Regions from separate parts of the Mus musculus genome. Here region 1 is linked to region 2. A link is a contact called in public Hi-C data. All regions are on one chromosome and are shown on one strand. The core of a region is the stretch at or near the end of the contact, and the rest is flanking DNA. Distances in the headings are between cores, read along the strand shown. Region 1 overlaps Ppargc1a (peroxisome proliferative activated receptor, gamma, coactivator 1 alpha). Region 2 has its middle 100 kb from the start of Gm29924.

Region 1 (4,322 bases), core at 1,176-3,675, 150 kb after region 2:
CCATGGAAAAATCAAGGGCATTACTTTAAGAGAGGGTTTTTTTTCCAACTAGAAAAAAGCTGTTCAACTGGAGAAACAGACTTCTCAAAGAGGACCTGGGAGAAGAAATTTAAGTCAGAGCATTATAGAAATCTGAATGGGATCTAACTGAATAATGCTACTAGGGAAATCATATTTGGTTTTTCCAGAGAGAAGAGTGGCGGGATACAGGACATTCTTCCTGTGGTGCCTCACCAAAGGGGACAGGACAGTCTATCGGTTGCTCTACCAAAGAAGGTAATGGGATGGCAGTTAGAGACAGGAGATTAGAGACAGTTTGCTCAGAGAGAGCAATGCCACCCGTATAGGGTGCTTCTTACCAGCCAAAAGTATGCTGGCCTTTCCAATTGGACTGAAATATCATTCTCCAAGAGAAAGGTCACCAAGCCTAAAATGGTACAAAATGGTTCTGGTCCATCGTAACCCCAACACACATTGGCAGAAGCAGTATGTAAGAGCTTCCTGCTGACAGTGGGGCTGTCTTCCTTTAGATTGGCTTCCTCTTGATTTCCCTCAACAATTCCAATGGGCAAACTTTATTTTACCCAATGAGTTTTTCAACTCTCCTAATTTCAAAATTCTGAGACTCTACCTTAGAGGTTTTAGAGCCTATCTCTCAGCTCCTAGTTAGAAACGGAAAGGTCCTGTAGCAGAGGGAAGTTGTCTCCAGAAAAGACAACAACAAACACTTCAAGTCGGAGGTACTTTTGAAAGAGAAAGAAGAGCAGAATTTATCGTTTTGATGGACAATATACTAAGGTGAAATAAGCCCTTGCTATACTCCCTTTAGTACAATCTTTACCCCCCTCAGCATTAGAAGTCTGTTCTCATCAGTCACCATGAGCTTCCTGGAGTCAGGGGACAAGTCTGCTCAAAGGCATTGTCTCACTAGAAATCGACAAGTAGCTGAACACGTTATGATATGATAATAATTATTTTCTGGTGAATGGATACATAAATCAGTGAAGGAATGGGTGAACTTCCTAACCTAAAAGCACAAAGAAATGCAAAAGTGAGACCAAGAGCTTTGACCAGCAAATCGTTTCTCCCACAAGAAGACATGGCCATCCATCTTGCCGACGACCCGCGATGAAGAGAGCAGGGTTAGCCATAAGCCTCAGTAATATCTGCATAGTGTTTGATTTAAGACAAGACAGTGTCCTGAGGTCTTAAAGTTAGCAACTTAACTGGCTAAGTCAAAATGATTACAGATACAGGCTGCAAACGCTTTCTTGTCTCTCGGCCATTTAAAGAAAGATGGGGAGTGTTGAACACATCTAAGAATTTCTCAAAAGCAGAAAAAAGAAAACAAAAAAAAAAACCTCATACTGGTTTCTCCTCATGCCTCTGGTGCAGAAATTTCAACCACTGTGAAAACCAGTCTCTGAGTTGCTCCCTAGCTGCCGGGGAGCGCTTTTTATTTGTCTTTTTTCCTTACAGCAATTTGCAAATTTGGTACAAAGATTTCTTTCCTGCCTCTCTCTCTCTCTCTCTCTCTCTCTCTCTCTCTCTCTCTCTCTCTCTCTCTCTCTCTGTTTTGTGGCTCAGAAAAGTTTGAACCAAGTGTCTTCCTGTCACCTCTTCCTATTGCTCTGATAATGAATTAAGAGTTAACTGGGGTGCAAAGGCTCGCAGAAAGCTTGACAGAGCACAGAGTTAGAGAGTTTTGTAACAATTAGCACTGATTTCCATCACAAGAATAGAATTTAAAAAAAAAAAACTTAAAAAAATAAAAGCGCTCACAAATGCACAACTCAGCAAGACCTGCACTATGTACCAACCCTGCAAGGTCTGGGTAGAAATGGTATCCGTGGATGGCAGAGAAAACATGTCCAATTAACCAGTTAGCTAGCATTCATTTAAGGGAAGATAGCTCCCTGGGAGAGAGAGCAGACAAGGAAGGTAACAGCAGAAAACTCAGCTTTATGAGGCTACCTAAAGGAAGCACTGCCTCCTTGGCTTTCTCTTACGTTTTTGCTTATTTTTTATCCTTCTTCTCTTAATTTTAACTTTAATTTTTTGTGACCCTCTTGACAATTCTTGCGGGGGGGTGGGATGTTTGTTTGACATTATCGCAAGCCAGAAGATGACTCTATTTATGAGACAAGTTGACAACATACAATTTCATGCTTGTTGAACTGATGGGTGTTATATATTCACTGCGACTATTATGAAGCCTCACCATTATAAATATGAAACAGTATACACTTATTCAAAATAACTCCAGCAGTGGCAATTTATAGCTCGGTTGTTTGTGCTCTTATGAAGTCCAAATGCCACCTTAAGAAGCTGTAGCTCGCAGAAACAGATGTGCAGTGTGACTGGGACCAAAATGGATCGAGGATGACCTGTGTAGAAGCAGACTGCTATGCTTTGGTCTGTATAACAGCTGACACCCGTTTGTATTTAGATATGTGAGTGTTGGGAACACTGTGTCCTTAAAGCTCTGTTTAAACATGGTCCAAGACATTTGTCTCCTGGACTAATTATTTTACCACCCTTTCGTGGCAAGGATCCCAGACACCCCCTCCCCCCCTCCCCGTCCCCACCTCTTCTTTATAAAATAAGATAATATGAGTACATGGTCACCCGTATCCCAGAAGCAGAGCATTCCATCCTGTTTCATAAAGTTATACCTCAAGGACTTTAAACCCTGGCCATGTCAGGTGAATGTTGGCAAGATTTCTGGAATGCCTGCATAACAGGATTGTACTACTTTCTTGATCAGGTGCCTGGGAACAGGACAAGGCCACACACCATCAAATCATAAGCTGTCACAGAAACTGGTTTTGGTCAGGATTTTTCCCCTCCCTCCCTCCCTTCCTTTGCTTTCTTTCCCTTAGGAAGCTTCAAACAATTTGCAAGTGTTCACTTCCACAAGGACAAATTTGGAATAGTGAGGAACAACACAATTTATCCAAATGTGGAAGGAAATGAAGGAAGCAGGCATCTTGCTAAAGCTAGATATCAAAAATTTGCATAAGCAGTTTCCCAACAACAACAGAGGTGCTATTTGGAACAAAATAAATTGCACAAACCTTGGCCAACTTTGTGATGGTTTCCCTGCCTGTACCTTCCCTAAGTACATTTAGCTCTTCCATTTCATAAGGTCAGGTTACTAATCACAGCAGTTAGACCTAAACAGCTACCTGCTTACAGACTCTAAAGTTATCTTCATCTTTGATCAGTGAGAAAATAAATTCAAAATATTGAAAATGAAAAATTGAGTTTGCTGAGCAATTCCTGTGTCTCTTGTCTGTTAGCTTGCTTAATTTTAGGTAATACCCCCTATCTCTTATCATGAGACCTATGTGAAACCTAGGTCCCCCTTGAGCCCAGTTTCTTCAAAACAAGATATTTTAGAATCATTTTTAATATAAATTTTCATTACATATAATCCATTGCATTTGGTGTTGAGTTATAGAAAGACATTTTCATACAAAAAATACTTGATATGGTTTTAGTTTTTAAGCCCACCCCAGCAAAGTTTACTATTCAAAATCTGTACCTCTCCCTACTATTCCTGTGGGGCTAAAGGGAAGGTGCTGTCGGTCCATCTAGTAAATCCAAAGTGAGAGATAACATAATCACACACATTCATTTCTCAGGGACCTTGGCGGCTCTTATCTGCTGGCTTTTATGATCTCTCATGAACAGCCAGGAATAGCAATTTGCAGCCTGTTTGTAAAGCCATCTTAGTCTGAAGCTAGCCTTTCCCTCTTTTATCACACGGTGATACTAGGTAGCTAAGTCCCAGTCGCCACAGCAAAATGTGCTCGGAGCTCCATTTCAGAATAATGTCAGTATTCTCTAGGAGTGTGGAACATATCAGACACGGAACAGAGGGCAATTATCATTTCAATGAAACACTTTTTAATAGAAGATGTTTTGTGTGTGCTGCTTAGATGTATTGATATGCTGCCCACTGTATATTGGACCCTGAAGCTATTTTGTTCTTTCTCATCAGCATCTCAAACAAACATTTCCACCATTCACACAATGGTGTTTTTTCTAAAGCCTTTGCTCAACTTGATTTTACTATTATATCACCTAGAACATTAAACACCAGACTCTAGTTGTGTGTGTTGAATCGCAATTGTTTCTTATGAAGTGTTCCAAGCTACCCATTTTTATTAATGGTTACTTTATTAAATCCTTAATAACACAGATAGAATAGTTAGTTAATTTGTGTGTTGAGCCATGGATGTTAATTTGTAAACATAATAACATACTGCAATCATTTGCATAATAGCATTTTAATCTTTTTAGTAAAAGCTGTAATT
Region 2 (4,462 bases), core at 1,753-4,252:
GTATTTAGTTGAATTGTTCAAACACATACTCTCCATAAACAAGCATCTAGCTCTGACAAGGGCAATAGACCTCAAATATCTTGTCTCTTTAGCTGTAGCTGAAGAGAAACTCTTAGGTCCCATTTATTTATACCAACTCAGTGAAGATTCCAATTATTGGAACAGTGAGTCAAACAAAAGCAAATGCTGCTGAGAAAAAACAAAACAAAACAAAACAAAACAAAAAACAGTCTCTTGATATCTGAAAGAAGCTGAGGATTGATTTAACCTAAGTTGTTGAAAATACATCTCCACTCATGCCTTCAACCACAAAGATGGTGGTAGGGATTGGGGGTGAGGGCAAGTGCACATGAGAACCTGAATCAGGGAAAAGGATGAAAGGAAATTTATTGAGTAGAGAAAGAAAATTCTTCTCCGGGATTTCCTTTGCAATTTAAAGTTGTCAGGCCAGCATCTTGCACATCTACCCAGATGAGCACATTGCTATTACAGAAGCAAAGCTTTCTTCTAGATAGATTAAAGAGATAATAGGTGAAGCCAGCTGTGAGAAGCATCTGGTTTTTGTTTTTTGTGTTTTTCATTTCAAAGCAAGGTCCTGGTGAATGAGAAAAGACAGGTTCTAGAGCTCTTGTTGGACTGTGTTCTAGGAGGGAGTTTTCAAAGCTTTCACATCTCTACAGTGCCTAAAGAGCAAGGACTCCTTCCAACATTTTCCCAGTGACTTCCTCTTTTAAAACATCACAGTCATAGAGAAGCCCAGAGAAGCAAAGCTACCCTTTCCCCCAAAATATATCCCACTCCCTACCTTACTCAGTGATAAGGATTGGGTAAGGCATGTTGGCAGGTTCTAACATACAGGCTATCTTGAGTTGCTTATTTCCTGAATGGATGGGAAAGTTGACTACTCAGTTACCACAGCCCCAGCAAATGGTTTGAAGTGAAAACTCAACTTGGGGTCACCCAGAAGACTGACAGAATCTGTAGAATCTTTTGAATGGGGTCTAGGGTCTAGAAAGACTATGATTTGGGGTATGACCATAGAAAGAGACATCATCTGGAATGGCATTTATTAAATATGAGTAATATGCCATGTGATTTAAACCACATTTTATAGAATGTCTCATAATAACACTACAAAGGAATTCCAGTTGTTCCCATTTTCATTGAAGAAACACCATTATCAGATATTTTGTCATTCTTAGTCACAGATTTTGGAGGTAAATCCAATTGCCCTTGGTCCCCAAACTCATGCAAAACAGAAAAATCCATTTTAGACAATAAGTACATTGTCTTCTTTTCAGAGTCTTGTTTGTGAAATGTGGATGTATCTCCTCTGTGTTTTGAGACAGGTCTCTTATAGCTCATATATGGCTCCAACTAGCTGCATAAGAGAAGATGACCTTGAACTTGAACTTCTGATTCTCCTGCTTCCATCCCTTGAGAGCTGGTATTATAGGCATGCACTATCATGCTCTGTTTATGTGGGGTTGTGGATAGAACTCAGGCCTTCATTCTTACTACTTGTGTACTCCAGCAACTTTCAATCTCCAGCCTTCAGTGATCCTTTTAAATCAATAGAAACGTGTTCTGAGACGAAGAATGATATGCCAAGCTATTCTGATCCTCGATAGATAGCAAGTGAATGGCATAGTGTGGTCCTATATGCATATAACTACATATATAAACATGTATGTACCATTGAAAATAATTGTTGTCCTTTGTATTTTGTAGCACACTATGATATGTTCTAATGTGTAATAGAGTACGGTATTTTTTGAATGGTCACTATGAAAGGCAACCATCTGGGATCATATTTGACTGTAGATAGTTAATAGTTATATGAATTTGGCTGGGCTATTTTACATATAATAATAGCAATAATCTCATAAAGATCAAATGAGAATTAAATTAATATCATAGAGAAATAATTGGCTTAGAAGACTGCCCAATAATTTTAATTCTTCTTTTCTGTTCAGTACTTAGCACAATGTGAGACAAAGCTTGAGCAACTTTATAATAACCAACACGAAAAGTACTAAAAATATTGGCTATTTATGGTGTTATGTACACTCCCTATGCTCACTAAGCAGAGGAAGATGCAATTAAACGTTATACAAAAGAATAAAAATCTTAGGCAATATTTAAGTACATGTGTATAAAAGAGGACTATTTTTTACATTGAAATCATAACTCTAGTCATATTTTCTTGTAATTTAATATAAAATAGTATGATATATGTATCCTTGGTTCTCTTACTTTAGATGATTCTTCTATGAGATTGTGAACCTTCTTAAGGCTGAGACTGTATCTATTAATCTGCCACTGTGTTTTCTTGGCCTGGAGCCATGTCGACTGCATAGAAGTCACTCAAATTACTTCTTACTGAATGAAGAAACAAATGAATGGACTAGAATTATCAGTTTATTTGTATTCATATGTCGGAGTCATTTTTCAATTTGGTAGAAAGCAGTCTCAAGGACTATTGGCTGTCAGTGAATTGAACAAATCTCTCCCCCAAAGATCTACCTCATTTTTAAAAGTCAAATTGGGCAGCCACACAATCTATACTTATTGAGAGCTCACTCTGTACTCCCCGAAGTCCAAAAGCAAAGGGCCGGATGGAGAGATATTTGCCGTCATCAGAGGCACGTGGCAACCTGTCAGAAACCAAAGTACTGTGATGAGAAAGGCCCTAGTATGAGTTTGAGGTCTAAAGGGACAGGTGGGAGTGGCTAGCCCAGGACCCCTCTTTCACCCTCCATTTGAAGGAAGGAGAGAAGATGACTGATATTATGTCACTGAAAACTTTTAACAGCTGCTGGACTGATCAGTTTGTATTTTGTTTTGTTTTTTACTCTTCCCTGTTGATTTGGGCAGCCATACAGAGAGCTGGCAGAAGAGAAGGGCTGAAGTCCGAGAGGGAAACACCAAGGATATAATGACACACTCTTTCCGGCTGATCTTTCCAGCCTCTCTTCATGCCCAGTGGACCTTGGACCTGCACCATGGCATTTCCGTTTCCCACAAAGACTGACTCCTCCCTAGTCCAAGTCCCGAAAGCTGTGCCTCAGAGCAGAGCTGTCCAGATTCATCGCTACAGGGAAGATGGTAGGAGGAGCAAGGCTTGAGATGGGTCGTCCAGCTGTGGATTCTGGCAGAAGACACCCTCTCATCCAGCACTCTCCAGAGCAAAGCCGTGGACGAGCAAGTCCAAAGACCCAATCCTGTTCTAGTAACTTTTAAACCTTCTGGGAGAAAATTATTAAAGCATTTGAGGCACAAAACTTGGCTCCTCATTTTTCTGTGAACCCCTGCCTTCTGTATATAATAGGTAAATGTGGGTTTTTTGCAGTTATCATAATAAAGCAAGTGAAAAAATCCTTGGAAACTGACAGTCCCAGCTATGTCATTTCCTGAACTGTGTTTCTGTACAGCTAAGACCATGTGTTAGCTCCTATTTGAAATTCTTACCTCTCTCTTCAGTGTTTGAGCTTCCCTGAGCAGAGCAGAAAGCAATGCACAATGCCCACATGCATTCAGAAGGAGGCACAAGGAAATTAGCTGTTCGTTACACTCTTCAAATCCCTCTAATGTTCTCACTTAATTGACCCAAGGCTTCTTCTTTGGTGAGATCTGGTTAATATTAATCTTTATACTAAAGATTATACTAAAGGTAGTCCTAGTTGTGTCTAAAAAATTACCAAAAGACATAAACTAGAAGTAAAATTTTAAAAAATCTGGTACAGTGTGAGGGGGTTGACACTCATATTGACACAGTGAGGTTAAAAGTCACGAAGTAACAACTGAAAAAGGACACAATCCTTGACCAGTCTTACATTGGTTGAAACTGGGATGGGTACTAACCACATGTCCTGAAGGAAATAATTTAATATTTATAATCCACAGAGTTAAAATGTAGATATGATTTATATGGCTGTAAGAATTATATGATACAAGGTTTGTAGTATTTAGCACAGCTCTTCAAGTACAAAATATTGTTAAATATCACATTTAATATTTCCCCCTTCTAAACTGGATATTAGAAGCCTAATTTGGATGCAGCCATTTCCTTCGTAACCACTATGCCTTCATAAGATATTTCTTAAAGCATTTTAATTCCACACTGCTTCATTGAACACTAATATTCCCCACTCTTTTTAATCATGAGCCATTTTGGTTTCTGAAGAATTGATCATTTCTGTCATTGAATCCAAGAAAGACTCAATTCCTAAAATAGTAGCTTTCTGTCTTGAAGAAGAAGAAGAAGAAAAAAAAACTCTATCAACAATTATTACCAATGTGGCAAAACCCACTCTTCCTAGACCTCTAGAGGGCAAGATCACTATAATCTGTTCGTAAATTTTATCTGACTTGTAATTCCAATTTATCTAGAATTATGAAATGTCCCTTCAAATTAAGTAAACCACATAAGCACTTGCCCTATCTACAGGGCGGCAATATA

What was found. Hi-C and Micro-C count contacts between places; a contact is called where the count stands out from the background.
Region 1: a contact with region 2 is called in a Hi-C map of liver, with 2.3 times the contacts expected there. The contact joins two enhancer-like sites. A contact is called at or near these places in 3 of 484 Hi-C or Micro-C datasets (the C2C12 cell line, liver and myocytes) and 1 of 115 datasets of contacts at active chromatin or transcription factors (heart atrium).

Annotation. Positions count from the first base shown.
Region 1 is chr5:51,534,781-51,539,102 of GRCm38.p6, forward strand. The region is part of intron 2 of Ppargc1a (peroxisome proliferative activated receptor, gamma, coactivator 1 alpha); the gene reads right to left. Among named protein-coding and RNA genes, the nearest start is that of Ppargc1a, 17 kb to the right of the region's middle. Within about 2 kb of position 2,426, at least 13 of the 459 cell types and tissues checked have an H3K27ac peak or open chromatin away from gene starts, as enhancers often do. A contact at or near this core is called in liver, where this site is marked.
Region 2 is chr5:51,388,464-51,392,925 of GRCm38.p6, forward strand. No RefSeq gene overlaps it. Among named protein-coding and RNA genes, the nearest start is that of Gm29924, 100 kb to the left of the region's middle. Within about 2 kb of position 3,003, at least 23 of the 459 cell types and tissues checked have an H3K27ac peak or open chromatin away from gene starts, as enhancers often do. A contact at or near this core is called in liver, where this site is marked.